Regions from separate parts of the Mus musculus genome. Here region 1 is linked to region 2. The links are chromatin contacts, called in public HiChIP or PLAC-seq maps. All regions are on one chromosome and are shown on one strand. The core of a region is the stretch at or near the end of the contact, and the rest is flanking DNA. Distances in the headings are between cores, read along the strand shown. Region 1 overlaps Atxn1 (ataxin 1). Region 2 overlaps Atxn1 (ataxin 1).

The links. HiChIP or PLAC-seq counts read pairs in DNA pulled down with a chosen protein or histone mark.
Region 1: an H3K27ac HiChIP or PLAC-seq map of regulatory T cells shows a contact between it and region 2, with 4 times the contacts expected there. The contact joins two enhancer-like sites. A contact is called at or near these places in 1 of 15 datasets of contacts at CTCF or cohesin (the G1E-ER4 cell line), 16 of 484 Hi-C or Micro-C datasets (B cells, the C2C12 cell line, CD4 T cells and 11 more), 11 of 115 datasets of contacts at active chromatin or transcription factors (CD8 T cells, the HPC-7 cell line, Th17 cells and 8 more) and 1 of 9 other capture datasets (embryonic stem cells).

The regions. Positions count from the first base shown.
Region 1 is chr13:45,933,313-45,937,794 of GRCm38.p6, reverse strand. All of the region lies in intron 2 of Atxn1 (ataxin 1), which reads left to right. Among named protein-coding and RNA genes, the nearest start is that of Atxn1, 29 kb to the left of the region's middle. Within about 2 kb of position 1,759, at least 18 of the 459 cell types and tissues checked have an H3K27ac peak or open chromatin away from gene starts, as enhancers often do. A contact at or near this core is called in regulatory T cells, where this site is marked.
Region 2 is chr13:45,835,087-45,840,231 of GRCm38.p6, reverse strand. The region is part of intron 3 of Atxn1 (ataxin 1); the gene reads left to right. Among named protein-coding and RNA genes, the nearest start is that of Atxn1, 130 kb to the left of the region's middle. Within about 2 kb of position 2,486, at least 46 of the 459 cell types and tissues checked have an H3K27ac peak or open chromatin away from gene starts, as enhancers often do. A contact at or near this core is called in regulatory T cells, where this site is marked.

The DNA.
Region 1 (4,482 bases), core at 510-3,009, 98 kb before region 2:
AAGCAAGCACAATACTCAACTTTTCTCTTCTCTTCTCTTCTCTTCTCTTCTCTTCTCTTCTCTTCTCTTCTCTTCTCTTCTCTTCTCTTCTCTTCTCTTCTCTCCTCTCCTCTCCTCTCCTCTCCTCTCCTCTCCTCTCCTCTCCTCTCCCCTCCCCTCCCCTCCCCTCCCCTCCCCTCCCCTCCCCTCCCCTCCCCTCCCCTCCTTTTCTTTTCTTTTCTTTTCTTTTCTTTTCTTTTTTAATGTGGGGTTCTGGAGGGGCCAGACTCCTGTGCTCACACTTGCCAGGCCAGCATCTCACTTGATGAGCCATTCTTTCCAGTCCTCTCTAGGGAGGAGCAATGGTTTTGCTCCAAGCTTTTCTCTTTCACTGAGAGTTTTAGGGACTTTGAAATCTTTATGTCTTTGGATTTTCCACTCACAACTCACCTTTGCTAATGGCATTTTGGGGCTGTAGTGATTGGCAGGAGATACTGGTGAGTTCTTTCAATTTAGACAGTGGTAGATTAGGAGTTTGTGGTCTTCTGGGAATGGGATTTAGGCTTGGGACATATGTCAGACTCAAACGCAGTGTGACCTCAGCGTAGACACGTAACTTAATCCTTCAACTTGGACTTTCCTTTGGGTTTATTTGTATTTAGCATTGCATGAAATATGCCCAGTTTTGGCCAGTTCCATAGTTAGAGAATTCAAAATATTTAGTTGGCCATCAGCTTTAAATTAATGTATCATGGGAATGTAATTGCTTTCTGGCATTTTTGTTGTTGTTGTTGTTGGAGTGGTTTCTTTGTATCCCTGGAGGAGTCTTGTTTTAAGGTTGATTTCTTTTTCCCAGAACTGTTGTTGCATTAAGCTAATAATTAATGCCTCACAAGCAAAGGGAAGGGAGATGAAGATTTATGTGTTTATTTATTTGATGGTTCTGGGGTTCAGTGATACCAGGCAAGCAGTCTGCCACTGGGCTAAGTCTCAAACCTAGAGGTTAGGGATTAAGACAGAAAAAGAAAAAAAAAAAGCCTTATGCTTGCATCTCTGGATCTGAAAAAAATTAGATATGCACTTTTTCATATTATTGGTATTATGAATTAGTATCGTGAGTTAATAGGATAAACATTAAACTTAAGAGCCACGGCTTGAACGTGCCTTGTAGTAATTGAAATTAATCACCAAGGACTAACTTGGATCAGTTTATTTACAGTTCCTTGTGGAACTGTGAGCTAAATTAAACTTTTCTTCCTTAAGTTGCTTTGGTCACCGGCTTTGCGTTCGTTTGTTTGATTGACAGAGAGGGGAAATCTCGAGACAGACGTGGCCATGCTAACTGCGATTATTTAGGTAGTTTTTCCATTCATGACGTTTCAACTCAGAAGAGTTTCTAAGCATCTCTTTGTTCAACTTTATTGACATTCGATCTTATTGTATGATTCCTTGTAACTGCTGACTGAGTCCTACATAGGTCGTGTGACTTATAGTTTCAAACAAATCAATCTTTAATTTCTTTTCCTGTGTTACTTAAGGGGCAGCTTTTAACACGAGTGTATTAGTCATTTTTTCATAGCTGTGAGAAAAGCAAAACAAAAATCCATTAATCAAAAAAACAACAACAAAAAATCCCTAGGACAAAGCAACTGAAGAAAGAAAAGGTTCATTTAGCTTACAGTTCCAAAAGGGCAGGACTCACAATGGTAGTGAGGGTCTGGCATGGTGCAGGATGCGGGGTGATCACATGTCCATTCACGCACAAGAAACAGAGAGAGGAAGCCGGAAGTGGGCTGAACCTATGAACCTTCAAAGCCTTCCCCCTACGGACAGACATACCTTCTCAGTGAGGTTCCGCCTACTAAAGGTTCCACATGCTCTCTGAACAGCATCACTGATAAGGACCCAGGTGCTCTATAGGGGGCGCTTCTCTTTCAAACTACCACAAAGTGATAAGTGAAAATTTCAATTCATCACTTAGTCCAGGTGTGTGACATTGGACGTCAGTGTATTTCTGCAAACTCTGAATTGATAGGCAAATAGATGGTTTTGTTTGTTTTATTTTGATATAATAGTCCTGCCTCAGTCTCCCATGTGCTGGGATTGCACCTGTGCCCCCACCGTGTCTTATTTAGTAGTCCTCATCATACTTTATGTTAGACTTATATGCCGTCCTATGACGTAATTCTGTTCTCTTAGACAAGACCTCTGGTGTGAACGTTAGCGAGACCCCTTGACCGTGCATCTAGGCGCTGGCTTGCTTTCTTCACCCATTTTTTATGGAGCTGTGAGCTTTGGCTCTTCTGGTCATGTGACTTATTCTTAAGGTGTGTATCTAGAATTACACTTGAAAGAGCAGAACTTGATTGTTGATACTTTCACTTAAGAAAACATTGTTCATAAATATTTGCTTTATGGATTTGTAATTGAAAACACAGGGAGAAGTGTAGAAGCTCATATGCTGGAGCCAAGCCCTGGTGCAGAGAGCCTGGTTTTTTTTTTTGTTTTTTGTTTTTTGTTTTTTGTTTTTTGTTTTTTGTTTTTTTTTTTTTTTTGGCGGTGGTTTTTTTTTGTTTTGTTTTGTTTTGTTTTTTTAATTTTTTGTTTTTATTTTTTGTTTCTAATAATGCCAGCCAGCCAGCATGCCAAGGGATTTAGGAGGAGTTAGTCACCCTACTAATCACTTAATCCTCATGGTAAACCTACACACTCCTCATTATCACCACTTTCAGAGAAGGTCACTGGGTTAGTAGATTGCCCAAGGTCATGGACTTGGGAAGTAGCAGGAAGAAGATTCCGCTTACACCATCCAACCTCAGCCCCCCGGCTGGTAATGAATGATACTTCATCTCTTATCATCGCTCACAGGGAAACACTTGCAATTTTTTTTTAAACTAAATATTGCACATACAGAAAGGCCTTTATACGAGTCACGTCACTCAGTAAGCACACGTTTTTGACTCTCTAGCCAGATTTGTCAATTGCCACAAAGCTGACACTCCTGTTCGGCACTCTCTGGTCTTTATGCCTTTTACCTTAAAGCACTATAACAGGCTGGGACTGTAGCTCAGTGGTGGACTGTTTAGCATCCACAGGGCCCTGGGATGAATTTCTAGCACTGGAGGTGGAGTAAGGTGTGGAAGTAGCCATTACAGAAATATATTATTTTTCTGTAATGTATTGCAATATAACATATAACACCTAACACAACACATATAACACATATAATATATATATATAACAAAAGCACATCTTTACTGGCCATTTTCTCCCTTCTGTCTTCTCTGCATTCTGCCAGACTCTCTGCATCTTCCCTCTCTCCTGCACAATTATCCAACACAAAAAGAGCAGTGTTAGCTCTGCTTTATAAAGTCAAGAAGAATGCCCCAGTGTCTTACTCAGGCCAAGTGCAGTGATCATTGCTGGGGATTCTGGTCCAGGAGACAGATTCTTATGCTTGTCTGAATGGCTGTGTCCTCTTCCATGTAAGGTGTGCAGCCGAGGGGGCTGAGACAAAAGGGGCCAAGTGAGATGTGTTATTTAAGTCGACTGTGCTGACAGCACTCTCACAGGCTTGTCAGGTTATAATTCGCCAACATTAGCTCTATAGATGTGCTTTTTAATAGGGTGACTTAAAATAGCAATATATTTTTCATAAGCAGTGTTAAGGCGCTGCGTGCAGCACAATCGAAAAACCCTTGAATGGGACACGTTAAGATAACAGGGCTTTGTTGTCTCTTAATGTTTCAGTGCAGTCATCATTCAGCAAGTAGCAGTGTGTGTGTGTGTGTGTGTGTGTGTGTGTGTGTGTGTGTGTGCACATGCACGCACATATGTAAATGAAATAGATTCTGACCATGGCAAGAATAACAGAGTTCTTCCATTTGCCATTGAAGGTGTTTGAATAGTACTCTAAGCTATTATTGATAGAAGGGTTTTTTGTTTTGTTTTGTTTTTCCTAAAACAACTCTGTCTTAATAGCTTTGCATTTAGAACTACATTGCTCTTATATTGCTTACATATAATTATAAAAATATGTAATAGATTTTATTTTTAAGATTGTAGGGGCTGGTTGGAGAGGAAGAGGAGAGAGGAAGAGGAGAAGGGAGAGGGAGAGAAAGAGGGAGAGACTAAGTCTATGTAGATGCCACAATACAAGCTTGGAAGTCAGGGGACACTATCAGGAGTCAGTTTTATCCTTACACCATACGAGTCGTAGGAATGGACTCAACCCCTGGAGCTTGTGAGAAGAGCCTTTACTCACTAAGTCATCTCCCTGGCCCCAGAATATGTCATTGACTTGAGAGAATGAGGAAGGATATCCTAGCAGAACATTCAAGTGCTTATAAGGTCTTCTGCATATAAATATGTATGTGTACAAGACATTTTATGTACACATTTACAAATGTATGCTTGGATTGGCTCGTGATTTTTCTGGTGCTGTCTGCACTTCTAGACGTAAATATAGAGCATGCCTTTTATCAGCTGCTGCTGGAGGACACA
Region 2 (5,145 bases), core at 1,237-3,736:
GCCCCCGTTCTTCAGATACCATCTTCCCTGTGACTCGTAGTTACTCTCTTCTGCGTTCATTTTCTAACCACTCTGCCGACCTACCTCTGTCCAGCCATGAGCAGTGACCCATGATGTGACCCTTGGAAATGGGTGAATCACAGCCTGCCCCACTGGTGCTGATGTGACTCAAAGCGGAAGTATTCCTCCCTGCTAGTGCATCAATAGTAGAGGTGAACACTGTTTTTTTATTTACATCTTTGATGAGCCATAATTAAAAGTGGTGTGAGTCACTGTCAGAATGAATGTGTTATTTTCAGATGTCTGTGAGGGCAGTTACTGGTGGAAACTGAACTTCCCTTACACCGAAGCTCTAAGACCCCTCAGGAAAGGATTCCAGAGGGCTCTCATCTACTTCCTGAAAGGAGAGAAGATTGGAATGACTTTCTGCAACAACAAGGCAGAGCTTCAACTTGACAGCCCTCAGCTTGTGATTTTCCAAGTGTCTTTGACATGTATGCTGTCCCTCTAATAAAAGAATCCTGTCTGATTTGAAGTTGGAGTACTTAGAGATCATCTTCTTTTCCTTCTCCTCCTCCTTCTTTTTCTTCTCCTTTTTTTCTTCTTCCTTCCTCCTCTTCTTCCTCATCCTCTTCTTCATTTATTTATTTATTTATTTATTTATTTATTTATTTATTTATTTATTTATTTTTGGTTTTTCAAGACAGGGTTTTTCTGTGTAGCCCTGGCTGTCCTGTAACTCACTCTGTAAACCAGGCTGGCCTCAAACTCAGAAATCCACCTGCCTCTGACTCCCAAGTGCTGGGATTAAAGGCATGCGCCACCACTGCCCAGCCATGCATGAGTTCTCCTCCTCTTCCTCCTCATCCTCTTCCTCGTCTTCTTCCTCTTTTTCCTCCTCCTTCTCCTCCTCCTTCTTCTTTTCTTCTCCCTTTTCTTTCTCCTTCTTCTTCTTCCTCTTCCCCTCCCTCCCTCTTCCTTCTTCTCTTTCTCCTCTTCCCCTCCCTCCCCCTCCCTCTTCCTCTTCCTCCTCTACCTCCCTCTCTCTACCTTCTTCTCTTTCTCCTCCTCCCCTCCTTCCCCCTCTTCCTCCTCCTCCTCTTCTTCCTCCTGCTCCTCCTCCTCCTCCTTCTCCTCTTCCTCTTCCTCCTCCTCCTCCTCCTCCTCCTCCTCCTCCTCCTCCTCCTCCTCCTCCTCCTCCTCCTCCTCCTCCTTCTTCTTCTTCTTCTTCTTCTTCTTCTTCTTCTTCTTCTTCTTCTTCTTCTTCTTCTTCTTCTTCTCCTCCTTCTTCTTTTTCTTCTTTGTCACTACTGAGATGTGTTGAAAAGCTAGGAACATAGCTCAGTGGTAGAGCACCTGCTTAGGTTTCACAAGGTCCTGGGTTTGATCCTCACCACTACAGGAACATAATGTTTGAGTGGTTCTCAAGCTTCCCAATACTGTAACCCTTCCACACAGTTCCTAATGTTATGGTGAACACCCTCCCAACCATAAAATTATTTCATTGCTACTTTATTACTATAATTTGGTACTCCTACAAATCATAATGTAAAGACCTGATACGTGACCCCAAAGGGGCAGTGACCCACACTGCTGCTCTAACCAGGTTGGATTCCAGGTGTTAGACAAAGGTGCAGGAACAGAACCGTGGAGTGTAGCAGAGGGCTTGCTCCTCTACATGAACCAACTTCATGGCTTCTGGGTGCCTTCCTATCACTTCTGCTTCTCATCGTGGCCACCAACCTTAGGTGTACCACAGCGCTAATCCAACGTACTCTCCAAGGACCCCAAAGACGGGTTTCCACAAATGGCACTTTGCTGTGTACAGATGGCACGGGAAGAATAGATTTTTCTTGTTAACAGTTTAGCTAAAACTGCATGTTAATATTTCTACTTGACCACTTGAGGTCAACAAAAATGTGTCCTAAAGAATTTACGGTAACTAAGTGGTGAGGAGACAGTCAGGACATGATGGATCTTGACCATCATGGGGATCTGTACCTTTGAGACGTGGGCAGAGCAGAATCTTGAAGCTAGGGTTTCTCTGCTTCCAAATCCTTGCACAGGCCCTTCAGAAACCCTTTGACTGCTTCTTATGATAATTTTGTAAGCTGTTGCTTCCAAAGACTACCTCTACCTGGCACTCTTCAACCCCTTGCCTCCCTTCCATAGGTTTCAGGCCTGGTTGACTGAATCCTTCCCTGATGATAGATTTGCATAAGCTGTGCCCACGCATATGCTAATGAAATACATTCAACTTTCTTTTATACTAGTTTGTGAAACTTAGAAAAAAGAATTTTTTTTTTTTTTTGCCAGCCTGCAAAATAGGAAAATGAAAGGGCTGTGTGAGTCTCCCTCCACTAGGTGTTTACAAGGAAGCACGTATCTTAGGTACTTAGCAAATAACACGGTTGGGTTTATTTAACTTGTAGTGATTGTGCTCTGAATTTTCCAAGCCTGTGAATCATATTTGTGACTCATATTTTCAAGGGAATTCCCCCATCTGACTTTCCTCTCAGTTCGAGTCGGGTATAGCCTGGCAGGCTCGCTTAGGAACTGAGCAAAATCGAACTGGCTAGCTCCTTAGCTTGTCCCACCCCTCCTCAAGAAAAATTAATTTCGTTGCTACTGCGTGAGACGATTTCTCTGTCTTTCAGCATGGAAACTTGAATGTGGGTTCTCCTGCTAGGCAGTCACTTGTTGCTGGTGACTGATTTGTTGAAGAGTTGCTGATTTCTAGTGTGCGGAATTGGTTTCTTCCTTTTTTTCTTTTTTCCTGAGTTCCTTAAGTTCCTAGTCTGGTGTTTGGAAGAAAAGATAATTTAATGTAGGCTATTTGTTTTATTGCGTCCAATAATCAAAAAGTAACATTTCCGGCAGGGGCAACACTGGGAGAGGAAATACTTTGAAAGTATAAACCTGTTTTCAAAAAGATGGAATCAAGCACTTGCCTGTAAAAAGGTGCAGAATGAATCAGTGGTGGCATGTGTCAGCCAATTAAAGGTTCTGTTGGCTACCTGTAGGGATTTTGCAATAATTTTATTGCCTGGGAAGACCACTCAGGTCTCTTCAATAGGCCCAGAAGACCGAATCTTTTCCTGATGGTAAATATGCATGAACTATGCCCATGTGTGTGTGTGTGTGTGTGAGTGAGTGAGTGAGAGAGAGAGAGAGAGAGAGAGAGAGAGATGCAAAACAGGATGACTGCCAACAGAATTGGTCGCATGCTTTGTCCACCCCAGGTAAGTCTGCCCCAGTGGCCTGCTTGGCAACAAAACACTTCTCCATGACTTAGAAGCCCTACAGGGTTGGGAAATGAGAGAAACAGGGAAGACAAGACAGCAGAGAGTGGGAAACCTGACTGTGTGGGCGGCAGGAGCTGGTTAACGGTGTGGCTTTCAGTTCCTGCTTCGCTTCTATGGTCGTGAGTTTGGGAAAGCTACTCATTTCTCTGGAATCTGTGCCCTTCCTCATAAGAGGAAGGCTGTTGTCTCCAGGTGATGCTCCGAGGATTCCTTCCCTTCAAGAAAGGAAATTCTGTGTGTCTCAGGCAGAAGAGAGCGGACTCATTCGGGTGATGGAATCAGGGAGTAAACGCTGCTGAAAGTGGGACCACGTTGATGCTGAGGGTGGCCTAGATCCCAAGGTAGGACTGGTGATGTGGGTGAGACGGAAAACTGTTTGCCAGGCAAGCGTGAAGATGTGAGTCAGATTCCCAACACCCTTTAAAAAGCCAGGCGCATTGGCACATGCCCGTAATCCCAAGTGCTAGGAAACCATGCAGGCGATGGTTTCTTCCTGTGATCAGTGACTTTCACAGGGGAAGACCAGTCTAAGTTCAGGTGAATTGGCTTGCATCTTGAAAACACTTCCCTAGGAGCCATATTTCCCATCCATAACTGTGTCCCTACTCCTTCCCCAGAGCAGCAGCCTCCACTCTGACTCTGTCCTCTGGGTGTGATTGGTTTTCCTGCTTCCCGTCCGTTCCACATCTGCTTCTGTGTTTCAGGTGTTTCTGGAAGCCCAGAGGCATAGTCAGTTGTCTCCTGCACTCTGAAGTCCCATTGAGTGACTTCTCTTGCAGATCCAGGCACAGTCGTTTATCTTGTCAAGGTCCCGCATAAAGAATCAGCCCTGTTATATTGTGTTTTTCCCAGGAGTTCTGCACATCTGAATGAGATCTGTCATCAGCTGCAGAGCTTGAGGTGAAACTCTCTGAGACTCAGCCAGTGAGTCTCACACACTTCTTGCTGGCCTCCTTTTCTGGGCAGTACATTAGAATAGGCCCGTGTCTCTAGAATTTAATGATAAGTGGTGGAGACCAATGGAAACTTCAACCCAAGTGACAGACCAGCAGCGTGAATGCTAGTGGTCAAAGAAGCCCTGGACATTTTTATTACGTATTGTGCTGAGCTCTTGATAGCAGACATTTTCTGCATCCTTACTTGTGTTTCTGCATACTGTGCTGAGTTCATTATGTACACTTATTATGTGCATCTCACACACATACATCCCAGATGTCCAATTCTCAAGGCCCATTGCCTATCCCCACCCCTAATCCCCAGATGAAGAATCTGAGGCTCAGAGAGAAGTCATTTGCTTAAGCTTATACAGGAGACCAATGCAGATTAAGTTTTATGCTTTAGAGAAATCTAAGCTGGTGTTAACTGACAACCCCATCAAGGAGAGCCTGCTTCACAAATATGAGAGAGAGAGAGAGAGAGAGAGAACGAACTACCCAGCAGCTCAGGTCAGTCACCTTTCCCCATCCCCTACCCCTGCCTGCAGGTTTGTTCCATTGTGCTGAGGAATGTCCCTGCCTCTGGGATGACATCCAGGTGGTATAAATGGAAAAGTGACAAATTATTCCTTTGCTCTAGTGTAGGCATTGCTGTAATTAGTAGCAAGTTGGAACCTTAGGAAAAAAAAAATCTCACCGGAGTGTGAAGATGCATTCTAATGCCTCAGTCTGCAGAGTAAATAAAGTGTCACACCAGTAGCCTGCCCCGAGGCCACTTCTCCTTGGGTTCCCTTCCCTGAGTGGCAGGAGCTTCACACTCTGTCACCAGCTTCCCCTGGGCTCCTGTTAATTAGCTCTGAGACTTGGTCTGTAGTCTGTAGAAAGAGTTCAGGACATGCTTGGTG